Linked DNA regions of Sus scrofa: region 1 is linked to region 2. A link is a contact called in public HiChIP or PLAC-seq data. All regions are on one chromosome and are shown on one strand. Each heading gives the region's core, a stretch centred on a gene start, on an enhancer-like site or on the middle of the called end of the contact. The rest is flanking DNA. Distances are from core to core; before and after follow the strand shown. Region 1 overlaps TSPAN12 (tetraspanin 12). Region 2 has its middle 24 kb from the start of ING3.

Region 1 (7,003 bases), core at 1,023-3,522, 74 kb after region 2:
TCATGCTTCCTAGTTGGATTCATTTCCGCTGCGCCATGACAGGAACCCCCTGGCAGGAGAATCTTTATTTCAGCTGGATGTTGAAAATATGGACGAATTTTCTAGTGGAGAAGGGAAGCAAGATGAAGAGTGTGTGCAAAGACACGAAGGAGGAAAAGAACAGGGCGAGTTTGGGCAAAACTGAGAGATTCTGTGTGGCTGTGGTGTCAGGGAAAAGCGCGTGTAGTAGTCCAAACGGGTAGGTCTTTGTAGGAGAGTCTAATGTTACCCCTTGGACTATAGAGAGCCAGTGAGAATTTTCAGCCTTTGATGAAATGGTAACAGTCAGGGCTGGAGGCTTTGGGAAGGCTGATTAGTGGTTATACAATAGTCTTCGGAAGCCATGGATGGATCTGGACTAAGACTTTGGGGACTGGGTGGAGGGCTGCTGAGTTCAGCAGACCTTGCTGAGATAGAGTTTTTGCACATGAAAGGAATGTTGTATTACCTGACATGGGGAAGTGAGGTATTATTCACTATTTATGCGTTTTTCATGTAACAGAGACATACCCTTCAATACATGTGTTTTATTTTGACATGTTAACTAGAATTCTTTAAAGCTATTGTTTTTAAATTCGTTGTTAAACGCATAAAAATTTGAAGCAGAGGAAACTGGAGATGATGTGGGCAGTGCTGGATCCAAAGGCTCAGTTTGCACGTCTTGTTTTTGTATGCACCACAAGCCTGGGACATATTGCCATTAACCTTTCTGTTTTGTAAGTGACGTTGGCTTCACTGCCTCTAATTATACCCTAGAAAAGCACATAAGCAGATGTCATTGAAAGTAAATGTGACATTCATGCCTTTGGTATTGGGTCTTCATGACAGGATCTTGAGTGTTGTTTAGACCTTTTGCTTACTTTAAAGTTTGACGTATGAATGGCTCAAGTTTTTGTATTTCTGACTTTTGTATAATTTAGGTGTACTCTGTCATAGTAAGCATTTTAAGCTTTGTTATATATTGTTTCTTAATATACACATTTGCGATGACTTTGGTTCAATATAAGCTGTGCGGATCTATACTCATTGATTTTGTGAGTGTCCCAAGTCTGTGCAGAGTTCAATGCCTGATTTTTCCCAGGCAGCACATGCTTTTGCAAGGGTTGTTCCAGTTGTGGATGCGGTTACAGGCTCAGCAAATGCTATGTAGAGGCTAATTCAGCAGTTGTGTAGAGGTTTTGCTTTCACATCTGCTTCCAGTGTTGTCAGTCTATTGCCTTCCTTTTGCAAAGGTAAAGCAGTAGATATTCATTTACTACTCTTCTTAAGCAGTACATTTGAATTATTATGAAATAAATAATTATCCCTAAATTTAGATTACCATTATTTTAGTCTTTGAAACGTTAAAATTTGGAAACTACAAATTTCCTCACAATGGTTACAATTATGAAGACATTTTAGAAACCTCTTTAAGGAATTTTCTTAGATAATCTATGGCAATGTAAGAATTATTTCTGGAGTTCCCGTCGTGGCTCAGTGGTCAACGAAAATGACTAGGAACCATGAGGTTGTGGGTTTGATCCCTGGCCTCCCTCAGTGGGTTAGGGATCTGGTGTTGCCGTGAGCTGTGGTGTAGGTCTCAGGCGTGGCTGATCCCACGTTGCTGTGGCTCTGACAGGCCGGCCGCTACAGCTCCGATGACCCCTAGCCTGGGATTCTTCTTATGCCGCAGGTGCGGCCATAAAAAGACAAAAAAAAAAAAAAAAAAAAAAGAATTATTTCTTATTAAGTAAAAGGATGAATCTTTTCAGTGCATCTTCTAGGAAACAAGCATTTAAAATATTTACAATTTTCAAGTTTTCTGTAGGGTTCACACAGCCGAGTTGAAGACGGACTGTCTTTTTATGAGACCTGTAATGAAAGATTTGCCTATTATAATGGAAATACTTTAATGCTAAGTTTTCTCTCTTTGTGTTATTTAAGGCTCTTTTTAAAAAAAGTTTGTATTGGAGTATAGTTGACTTAAAATGTTATGTTAGTTTCCGGTGTATAGCAAAGTAAATCAGTTATACATATACATAGACCCATTCCTTTTCTGATTCTATAAGGAAGGACAGCCTTGGTCTAACTGAGAGCATTTAATAAAGGGACAGGAGGAAGGGTTTGAGCCGAGATCTGAGGGGAAGGGTGGTTAATGGCTCAGGCAGAGATGGTTGAAGGTTGACGGAAGGGTCATTGCTGGGGAGGCAAGGTACTTTGAGGAACTGAAAGCCTAGTGCAGGGAGCACTCGTGATAAGACTCAGAAGCTCATGGTGTGTGCCTGGCCAAAGGCACGTGTATGTCATAGGATGGGTATGTGCCAGGCATGCCGGGCTGAGAGTTGGTTGTGTGATCTTAGGCCAAATTATGGGCATATCTTAAATACCCTGTGTACATACTTTGCAGTTGGACGTTTTGGGAGCTGAAGAGTGATGTGATCAGATCTATCTTTTGCTTCACAACCCTGGCAGCAGTGTCTGTTCTGGCTTTCTTGTGGGCTCTTCTCTCATCAACCCGAAGGGGGATAGCTGCGCGGTCCTGCCACTCTGGGCTTAGGGGGCCTCACATTTAGAGACGCTCTTTTAATGACAGATGAGAGTGGAAGACGTATGTGTGCCTTTACTGATGAAGAAATAACGTTCTTCTGGTGGGGCCGTCTTGCTAATGTTTTAGAGTTTTTTTCCCCCAGATGTACATCATAAATAAAATTGTATTAATCTGGATGTGTTTAGTTCCGACTTAATAGCAAAAATATAGTTGCCAGGTTGACGTAGCCACCAGGAAACTGAGTGTTGGGCTAGGATGCCTTCGAGGAGGCCAGCCAACCAAGGGCTGTTGTGGAAGAGTTAGAATGGTAGTTCTTTGGAATCCTGCTGCTGTTTCCCAGATTTGGGGGGGGAGGGGGGACAAAAAAGGTCCATAAACAATTGACTAGTATCGGAGGATTGTTGTAAAGCTGCTTAACTTGTTTGAGAGCAAACTTTTCAAACCTGGTGGAAGCACTTACCGACACAAGATGGATAGGCTTCTTTCAGATAATCATCAATCTGTTTACAAAAGCAGGGCTTCAAGGATCTCTGCTTCTTAACATCCCTACAGCTAAAATATTTGTTGTAAAAAAATACGCTTTTCTTTAAAATTGATTTGTAATTCATGTTATTTAATTCAACTTGTTCCTTCTACCAACGAGACTGAATTACTGATGTTTGGGCAATCTTGGTGACAGTTTAGTGTTTTTATCATTATTCACATATGATTTTCTTTCCCTGAACACTAAGCATGACTGTGAATTGGCTTGTGTTCTTATATTCGATCATTTAAAAAAAGAAAATATACGTATTTTTGTTCAAGGGGAAAGTGTTTTTGCTTGAATAGATTTATTAAGAAAAGAAAAAAAAAAGGAACACACCTCTTCACTTTGTAATAAATATTCGTATTCATGGATCTATAATATTTAAAGACAACATTTCCCTTTAATACTCCTTTAGAAGGTAGGTTGTGGATTTACTGGACAATATACAGAAGTAAGTTAAAATGTGTACCTTGTCTGAAAATAAAGGTAAAGTAATTAAAAGAATATGATTTAACAATATTGTAAGTCAGCTATACTTTAATGAACATAAAAAAATGAATGTGTTTTAGAAGATACTGTCACAAATTATAGGTAGATTGAAAAGTTGTTACTGATACTAAAGGATGAATTCCCTTTCTCTCTAAAAAAGTCTTTTAAAATGTCTGATTTCCTAATGTGTTGTCTTGTAAATGATGTCACCGAGGTGCCTGTGACTTAGGAGCTTCTCGGGTGTGGGAGGGATCAGGCCACATTTGGTTGGGTCTGCATGAGAGGCACAGTCTGGATCAGGATCAGAATTCGGTCTGCTGTTCTTTGGCTGTGTGGCTTAGGATATTTCCTGTGCACTTACCTGCCCAGGTTCTGCTGATGGGGACCCCTGCTCACATTCTAAGGAATAGCCCAATAATACGTAGAGACAGCCTCTTCCGAGACCAGTAACACCCTGTATATCTTTTGCAATAGGGCTGGGCATGCAGACTTTAGCTGACCTGGCTTTCAAAGGCACAGAAACTGTATACACGGTGACCTGTCTAGCATCTCCAGTTGCGTTATTGACTCGCCCTTAGTGCTTTACCTGTCATGATTTGCATCCCTGACCCTGAGAACCCCCTGGCCCTTGGCTAAGTCCCTCTCATCTTGGCATAACACCTTTCTCGGTCTCAGAGTTTGAGCAGCGTGCGAAGCAGTCATATTCTAACCTGAACTTCACCCACATCTTTGATAGAGAAGCTAGTTCGACAATGACCAGTGTAAAGAAAATTGAAAAGGAAAGTAAATTAAGATACATTATGAGAGTCTTCTGTATATTTATTCAAATATAAGCATGAACAAAGGACCATAGCATACCAACACTTTCTTACTGCAGCTCAATTTTCTACATGGGCTCAGGAATGACAAGACTTTGTTTCTTCAAAAACTGATTTATAGTTCTAACTTTTTCTCAATTAGACTTAGCTCATTGCATTTGTAATTCTTAAAAGGGATTTAACGTTGCCTTTTCTTGGCAAAATGTGTAAAGACTCAGAACGTCTTGAATAATTGGCCCTCGGAAAGTACCAAGCCTGTGTCTGCTATGACATTGTTTTGAGACTGGGCTAAAACAGAGGCTTTGTGTGGATGTGTGTTTTAAGCACAAGTGCTCTCAGACTGTTAGGAGTTTCGTCCTGGTGGATTCTTAACAGAACGTCGGCCGTTCCATTATCTTGTACAAATATTTGGCACTGGAATTCTCTTATTTACTAACTATAAGTAATATAATATTTTTAAACCTCCAATCACCGGGAAAGGAAAAATAAACAACTGACATAGAGATACTTAGCACTGAAAGCTTGCAGAGTAGAGTATTTGACAGGGTAGAGACTGGAGTTTATCATTTATCATTTAGTGACTGCAGACCTTTCATCAAACTTTTTGTTTATTAAACGTGTTGGTTATGTAGCATGTAGATAGGAGTCAAAAGGCACGGTGTTTTTAAAATATTAAAATGTCCAGTAAAGCATGGTATATTTTGAAATAATTTTTATTTGCAGAGAGGTGAATCTCAGGTGGGATTAATTTTCCAAGATAAGCCAATCTGACTTGTGGTTTCAAATTATGTTAAATGTTGCTTATGAAAAAGCAGTTGGAGTTTTGGGTTATAAATTGAGAGAAGAGCAGGTTAAAATAACTTTTACGGTGTTTATAATTTTTGCTTTTCTCTTGGTGAAGTGCTTTCTTACTAAGGAGGTTCTGTGCTACGGGGCTGATCATCTGCCCGGCTTGCACCGAGAAACTTACATAAAAGGGTTCAAGGAGGACACTACAGTTTTGTTTTAATGTAAAATTTCTTTTTAAATTGGCATGTGTGTAGAAAAATTGTTCAGACAATAACTGTCTTGTCATCTGTGGATATAGGATTTTTGTTTTCTTTAGATAGTAGTAGCTCCGAGCCCTCTCTCCATAAAGCTGGATAGGATGAGGATAAGTTTTATATTAACAGAAAATATTTCCTATAAGAAGGCTCTCAATAATTGGAAGTATCTTTTCCTATGTTTCTCAACTGCTTATAAAGTTTAATATTCTCAATAAATGTAAGCACTCAATAAATTGATTGACTAAGGCAGATGGCTTTTTTGTGTTCATTAGATTGATAGACGTTAGAAATGAAAAATTTTGAATAAATCTATTTTCCCAAAGTGAAAATTATTAAAATTATTTCATACAAAAGCAAATATGACTTTCTTACAAATTTTATCAAATCAGTTATTAACAGCAAAGACATAAAAGATGAAAAAAGATGATAAATCACTTTCAGTATTAGTGTTTTTATGGAATTTTAAGAAACTGTTAGGCATTCATTAGCTGTGGAACTATATTTCCTCATAAAAATCTTAAAATGTAAGAACAAAGATCAATTTTACTATTAATTTTAAAAGAAGCTGATCTGACTGACAATATAAGTTTAAAACATAAATAGAAAAGATGCAGTTGCGATACAATCTGTCAAGAAACTTGACATAGCAGTTAAAGCAGCACTTGTGCCTTTAACTTGGCATTATTAGGTGAAGGGAAAGGGGAACTTTTCTGCCATCCTAAAAATTTTGATATTATTGGTAGTCTTTTTTTTTTTTTTTCCTCAAAGATGAAAATATAGGTGTTTTAATTCAAAGGGTTGGTAGGGAATTCCCATGTGGTGTAGCAGGTTAAAGATCTGGCATTGTCAGTGCAGTGGCTCAGGTCCATGCTGTGGTATAGGTTTGATCCCTGGCCAGGGAACGTCCACACGCTGTGGGTGTGGCCAAAAAAAAAAAAAAAAGATTTTGTAAATACCCATCTGAACATGAACTTGTGTGCATATGTGTTCAGTAGTTGGGGGTCTACAGATAATGGATTTTGAGGTATTGCTAACACCACCACCACCATTTCTAATATAATATACACTGTGTGCCAGCTACTATATGTGCTTTACCTGTATTACTCATTAAATTCTCCAACTATACTATAAAGTTGCCATTATTGTTATCTCATTTTATAGATGAGGACACTGAGACACAGGAAAGTTAAGCGATTTGCCCAACTATTAAGAGGTCGACCTGGAGTCTGAATCCAGGATGGTCGGCTCAAGGAATTGTGCTCTGAAAACTTTAGTGTTCTGTTGCCTCTCAGTGTGCTGTGCCAAGCTCCATTCTGTCTTTTCAAAAATAGAGCTAATGGTGATGTTTTTGTAATATTTTTAAGGAGTAAATTATAAAATGTAGGTACATCTCTGGCATAATAAGTGTACATACCTACATTTGCATATACACAGAGATGTAAGTACACTCGATTTTTTACATACTTTTCATATACTTTAAATTTTATATACTCACAGTACTGATTATGCATACAACCACATGTCTTTTGAGCAAATACACTAAATCTAAGCCTCCCTC
Region 2 (6,925 bases), core at 706-3,205:
CCCAGATTTTCTCAGAGCATGTGATCTCAGCTCTACCAATAAGATGGACCCAGAGTGGACCAAGTCAGAAGTTAGAAACTAATGGTGAAGCCAGCTCTATGATGAATTCATCCTGATAAAGGCCATAGGGTCCACATCCAGTGCTTGCAGTGCTCACAAGCATTGGTAAAAAATGCAGTTTTCATGCTTAGCAGTAGCGACTGTACGTCCAATTTCGTGCTGTGATTTTTTTTTTTATATTATTCCTAGCTGTGAAGCTTCTGAGCCTGGTTCGTAGGTTCTGCTGGAGAGTTGGTGAGCTAGCTAATATTCCCTCTGACAAATTCCTTAACTACCTAAATTTATCAGACCCAGCATCTATCGGTTTCCATCAAAACCCTTAATGAAACAGTTCTTTCTTTTTCATTTTATTTGATTCTTCCTTTTCATATCTTGATATTATTTTCTTTCATTCTTGTGTAGTGAAGTATGAGCATAATACTAGCATTTCCTTCAAGTGTTGCTTTTTTATTGTTATTACTATACATTGCGAATATTATAAAATGTTGCTTATATAGTCTCTCACCCCCAAAATTTGTTTTACCAGAGAATTTTGAATTTCTAGATAGTTGTGGGGATCTTATGTTGTTATTGTTTTTTATTTTTGTTGACTTCAAATTTTGCTACCTTGTGATCAATTTGTTTTATATTGATTCTGTATTTTAGAATTTACTGCCTTGTAAATCAACTTTACCTCAATAAAACAAAAAAAAATTTATTAAATTTTTGTAGCTTAATGTAAGGTAAATTTTTATAAATGCTTAGAGGAATTTTCGAAATGTTGATTTTGTTTTGAGGATATTGAATTCAATATCTACCTATAAGTTCTATGAATTGTTAATTAGGCATTTATATCTTACCTATTTTTCTATCTCCTTTACCATATATGGAGGTAAATATTGTTATTGTTGTTTTTTCATGTCTACCTCTATTTCCGACAACTTTGCCTTTTTGTATTTTAGGCTGTTATTCGGTGCATAAAGATACTTGAGAGATATTTACTGTGGATTGCACTCATTATTTTAAAGTATCTATTTTTCTTTAATGCCTTTTGCTTCGACTTAATAATTGTCTAATGTTAATATTGCAAATCTCACATTAGTATTTGGGTTTTTTTTACTTTCAACCTTTCTTGAATCATTTTTATTTTAATTGTGTTTCTTGTATCTTGTTGGTTATTATTTTTCAGCCAGTCTAGGTATATTAGTGTATTCTCTTTTAGTTATATGACAAGTTCATTGAAATTTGGTTCTGATCACATTCTCATTTTCTGTTTTCAGTATTTCCTTTGTTTTTTTTTAAGATTTCCCAAGAAAAAAAGATTTAGAGAATAATTTAAAGAAGCACAAAATATTGAAAAAATTGCTTTCTCCCTACACTGACCATGACCTTTCTTGTTGTCAAATCTCGAGTCAGATATATTCTCCCGAGCTTCCTAGCTCCCATTTTTGATTTTGCATTTTGTATATATTTCTGCTGATATTTCAAATATAAAACGTTATTTTCCCTTATAAGTGCCCCCAATTAACTTTTTTGCAAGGAAGAAACTGCTTTCATTCTTTCTCCCATTTACTGTGCTTTCCACTTTAATGCCATGGAGTATAATCTGGTAGACTGGGAGCTCATGATGACTTCTGTCTGTCCACATTTAGAGTGATCTTTTACTAGGTTTTTTTCTTTTTTCCTTTTTAAAAGAGTTATTTGTTCAAATGGATCCTCCCTCTCATTCCTTTACAGCTCAGAGCTTTAAAATCAAGGTTCATTAAACCCTTTAGGAAAATATTTTAACTTCTCTTAAACTCTTACCACTTACATAAACGAACCTCCAATAGGACTCGTGCCTCTCTTCTCTCCCCCTACTTTGCCTTCCTGGTCTGCATTATAAATGCACACTCATGCACAACTTGGTTTTTAGGGTTATAAGTCATACATTCTTTTCTCAGTAGTAAGTATGAGTGTTAACCATCTTCAGTGCAAGTTCTTAGAGATAGCTGTGTCAACGAATGCAGTTTTGTGATGATAAATAATGAATAAGCAGTTCTTTATCATGAATGAGTCATTCTTATGAAAAAAATTACTTTAAACTATGCATATATTTTTAACCAAAGAAATAAATGATGGGAGGCAGCTTATCTATTTCAAAATCAAGATCGTTAATTATTTGGTTCACGAACAGGAAAATGGAATTTCCGTAAATCTTCAAATTTGACTTTCAGCCCAGATTTAGAGAAATACACACTTTATCTTTTAGTTCATTTCATTTACAGCTGAATTAGTCATAATTTCCTTTTTGTTTCCTTACAGTCTGCAAAAACATCATCAGCTATTAACCATTCAATTTCCATTTTCTTAAAAATCTGTTTGAATTAATTTGTTATCATTATCTACTCCTGATAGCATGTAGATCTTTAAAAGTGACCAACCCTTAGACAAATGCAAGTTGAAAAGATCTATTTTAATTTAACATTTTACTTGAGTGTGCAGTAAAACTGCAAGTTTTGAAGACTCATCTTTGCAATTGTTTTAAATGAATTAAACTATAATCTAATTTGGGGAGTTCCCTTGTGGCTTAGTGGAATAAGTATCACTAGTGTCACTGATATGGCTCTAGTTACAGCTGTAGTGTGGGTTCAGTTCCTGGCCTAGGAACTTCCAAATGCCATGGGCATGGCCCCCAAATTAAAAAATATATATATAATGTAATTTTGAAAGACTACTTTTGGATTAATTATGTATTGAAATGTCTTCAAACACACATGTATGCCTTCTCCATTACTCATTGATTGTTATTTAATCTCTCCTTGCCTCAGTTTACCTATCCGTAAAATGGGGATAATAATAGTTCCTACTTCATACAGCTGTCATGAAGGTTAAAAAGTGTAGACATATGTAAAGTTCTCAGAAGGCCTGACATTTGTAAGCACTACAATACAACCACATTTCCACCTGATATATAGCATAGTAATTAAAATCATGGGCAGTGGAGCTGGGCAGCCCTGGGGACCAATCCCAGTTCTGCCTTATATTTTCTTTGTGACACTGGCAAGCCATTTCTTTGATCTCCCCTCCATGCTCCTATTTCCCTATTGTTAAGTGAGAGTAATAACACACATTTGGCTACATTAGATGAAAAGTTTATCATAATACCCACCAGGCGGTAAGCACTGAACTAATGAATGGTACCCAGAAACTCCAAATATGTTTTAGACAGTCTTTTAAATATTCTTTGACAGAAACCAAAGAGCAAGTTTAAATTTTTTTAAGTGAAAATGTAGTTGAGTTACAATGTTGTGTCAATTTCTTTTATAAGCAAAGTGACCTGGTCATACATATATATATTCATTTTCTCATATTGTCTTCCATCCTGCTCTATCACAAGATTAGATATAGGTCCCTGTGCTGTACACTAGGATAAACAGCAAGTTTTTATGTTTAAGTGAAGAGAGGCAAAGAGAGAAGGAAGGAAGGAAGGAAGGAAGGAAGAAAAGAAAGAAAGAAAAAGAAAGAAAGAAAGAAAGAAAGAAAGAAAGAAAGAAAGAAAGAAAGAAAGGAAGGAAGAAAGAAAAGGGAGAAAGAAAGAAAAGGGAGAAAGAAAGAAAGAAGAGAGAGAGAGAAAGGAAGAGAGTTTATATTCCATTATATTTTTAGGTGTATAAAGAGTATAATTTCCTTAAGTGCCAGTCTGTGGAGGAAGGCCGGCAGGAATGAAAATCTCTTTGACTTGAATTAACACTGCTCTGTGTCACTCTTCCCTTATTCCTAAGCTTAACTGGTCTAAATGTCCTCATTTGTCCAAATATTAATTCCATGCTGACCCTCACACCCAGGCCTGAGTTCAGGCAGGGTCGGCAGATGTCTACGTGGGAAAGCTTTTCTTCCAAAAGTAGTTTCTTTATAAACAAGTCATCATTAAAAGTATTACTCTTGGAGTTCCCATCGTGGCGCAGTGGTTAACGAATCCGACTAGGAACCATGAGGTTGCGGGTTCAGTCCCTGCCCTTGCTCAGTGGGTTAACGATCTGGCGTTTCCGTGAGCTGTGGTGTAGGTTGCAGACGCGGCTCGGATCCTGCATTGCTGTGGCTTTGGCGTAGGCCAGTGGCTACAGCTCCGATTAGACCCCTAGTCTGGGAACCTCCATATGCCGCGGGAGCGGCCCAAAGAAATAGCAAAAAGACAAAAAAAAAGTATTACTCTTTATAAAAATGCCTGTTCCTTGGGATTTGTCAGAAATGAATGCATTTGGGGGGTTGGTTTATTCATTATCTCTTAGTAGCTAACTGAGGAATAGGACACTATAAAGTTTGAATGAGAGACAGAATTAAAATTATTTTTAAAAATCCAGATAATTTTTTTGGAGGGTGCAGTCCATTTAGCAGCTCCTGGGAAGCTCAGAAGATGACACCTAATTTCCTTTCAATTTAAAATACAAAATGAAATTATTGTTTTTGTAAATACTTATACTTTGTAAACCCAGTAAGAATAAAAAGAATTGAACACACATAGAATTATTGCAAATGTTTCTTAATTTTCAGATTAAAAAAATTGTAACTTTAAAATAGCTCCTGTTTTACAATGGCTAAAAATAACCTCTTGGAAAAAAATCCCAAACTCAGGACTAGAGGTCAGTACAAATAGGAGCATGACTCACAGAAATCACATTAAAGTTCCATCTGAAAAAGCAAGTGGAATAATTTTTATTCATATTTATACTAAACATGTAATAGAAAAGTTCTTAGAATTGTGACTAATTCAGAACCTTAGACTTCTTAGGTATCTCTCCATCAATTACTAGTCTCTCATCTGTATTTCCCCTCCCCCTATAGTACCGTGGTCTAAGCACATTTTCAATAGGATATATTTAGGCATTTCTTTCTCAAAGTTCTTAATGGTGTTGTCACTCTGAGCTTGTGCCACCGATATGAGTCTCTGCCATAGTAACACTTGTGCTTTCAATATTGAATATTTCTAATTTACAATTATTTTTCTGTCTGCCTCTTTACTATCTTAATAATGAGTGCAATATGCATTATTTATCTATTATTGCACAACAAATGAAAACTTAGTGACTTAAAACCCCAATAAATATTTATTCTCTCTCACGGTTTTTCGCCAGGAATTCAAAGGCTGCTTGATGGGCAGCAATTCTAGCTCAGGGACTCTCACCAGGTGGCAGCCAAGGTGTCTGCCAGGGCTATCGTCATTTGAAGGCTGGACTGGGGCTAGAGGCTCTGCATGCAAGAAGTTCTCTGATGTGGATGGTAAACTGGTGCTCAGTTTTTCTCCTCTTGGAACTTCCTATAGGATTGCTTGAGTGTCCTTGCTGCATAATGGCTAGATTAGCTCAGCACAAGCAATCCAAGAGAACAAAGGAAGTAGAAACCTTAGAGCCCTTTATGAACTAACCTCAGAAGTCACACACCCTCAGAGTTCCCGTTGTGACGCAGTGGTTAACGAATCTGACTAGGAACCATGAGGTTGTGGGTTCGATCCCTGGCCTTGCTCAGTGGGTTAACGATCTGGCATTGCTGTGAGCTGTGGTGTAGGTTGCAGGCGCGGCTTGGATCCCGCGTTGCTGTGGCTCTGGCGTAGGCCAGGGGCTACTGGTCCGATTAGACCCCTAGGCTGGGAACCTCTATATGCCATGGGAGTGGACCTAGAAAAGGCAAAAAGACAAAAGAAAAAAAAAAAAAAAAAAAAAAGAAGTCACACACTCTCACTTCTGCCTTCTCTATATGTCACACATAGCAGCCCCAATTCAAGGTCGGAGGAGATGATACCAGGGAATGACTGCCAGGAGATGAGAGTCATCGGGCACCATCTTGGAGGCTGCCCACGGCACAGTAGAAGAGTATGATCTGTTGTTCAATTTGACACTGTTTGATGTCTCCCGAACTGGGATTTTCTATTTTCTAACAACCCCAGATGAGCCTGTGCCCGTCTGTCTGGCCTTAGTAATTTATTATAAATCCAGTTTCTGGCTTCTCTTAATCTTCAGCATCCAGCTAAACTAGAATCCAAGAAATGCAAGTCCTACTAGACTATACTTCTCAAATCATCCAGGAATTAGTAACCAGTTTTGACTCTCAGTGATTCATTAACTGGTGAACATGGAGTATTCCATGCCCTTTTTCAAGCTTAAAAACATTACACTGGTCAGTGTAAACCTTCTCATGGCGAGTAGGAGTTTTATACACTTCTCTCTCTTGGCTAAAATATGTATGAAATATGAGAAAGAATATTAACTTCATGGAAACATATATTATGTGGTTAACATAATGAGGGAACTTTTGTTTTTCCAAGCTGCACTTCTGCATTTGTTTCTTTAAATTATTATATATTTGGGTTTTTGTTTCCTTAAAATTATTATATATTTGGGTTATAGATTGTAACTCTTTACCCCAGGTTTTTGCTAGAGAACAAGATTTACATGGAGAAGCTTATTGTTTGCTTTTATTAAAAATAAATGTTGGGTAGTCATATTGATTGAAGTATGAATTTTCCTTGATGAAAAGCAATTTTACCTCACAGTGGAATAGTCAATGGCAGATAGCTAAATAAGCCAAAGTACTTATACAAAAATGTGGTAAAATGATAGTTAAATAACTGATTTAACCCGAGTGTCATGATTAATGACCCAGAACTCTATAAACGGATATTTATACAATGAATATGGTAATTCATACACTGCTTTAGAACGAAACATTGTTTTTTTAATCCTCTAAAACAAAAACTACAATGAAAGTCAGATTTTGTAAGTAATGAATTACTTTTGATTTAGATTTGCAGACTTACTGATCAGATACTAAATTTCAAATCCTGAATAAACAGTGATTATTAAGCTACAATTGTTCTAAATACAATAGATAATTAATTGATTTTTATAGT

Evidence for each region. HiChIP or PLAC-seq counts read pairs in DNA pulled down with a chosen protein or histone mark.
Region 1: a contact with region 2 is called in an H3K27ac HiChIP or PLAC-seq map of alveolar macrophages. The contact joins two enhancer-like sites. A contact is called at or near these places in 3 of 47 Hi-C or Micro-C datasets (liver, mesenteric adipose tissue and subcutaneous adipose tissue) and 1 of 2 datasets of contacts at active chromatin or transcription factors (alveolar macrophages).

What each region holds. Positions count from the first base shown.
Region 1 is chr18:26,070,264-26,077,266 of Sscrofa11.1, forward strand. All of the region lies in intron 5 of TSPAN12 (tetraspanin 12), which reads left to right. Among named protein-coding and RNA genes, the nearest start is that of TSPAN12, 27 kb to the left of the region's middle. Within about 2 kb of position 2,273, at least 4 of the 83 cell types and tissues checked have an H3K27ac peak or open chromatin away from gene starts, as enhancers often do. A contact at or near this core is called in alveolar macrophages, where this site is marked.
Region 2 is chr18:25,997,031-26,003,955 of Sscrofa11.1, forward strand. No RefSeq gene overlaps it. Among named protein-coding and RNA genes, the nearest start is that of ING3, 24 kb to the left of the region's middle. Within about 2 kb of position 1,956, at least 5 of the 83 cell types and tissues checked have an H3K27ac peak or open chromatin away from gene starts, as enhancers often do. A contact at or near this core is called in alveolar macrophages, where this site is marked.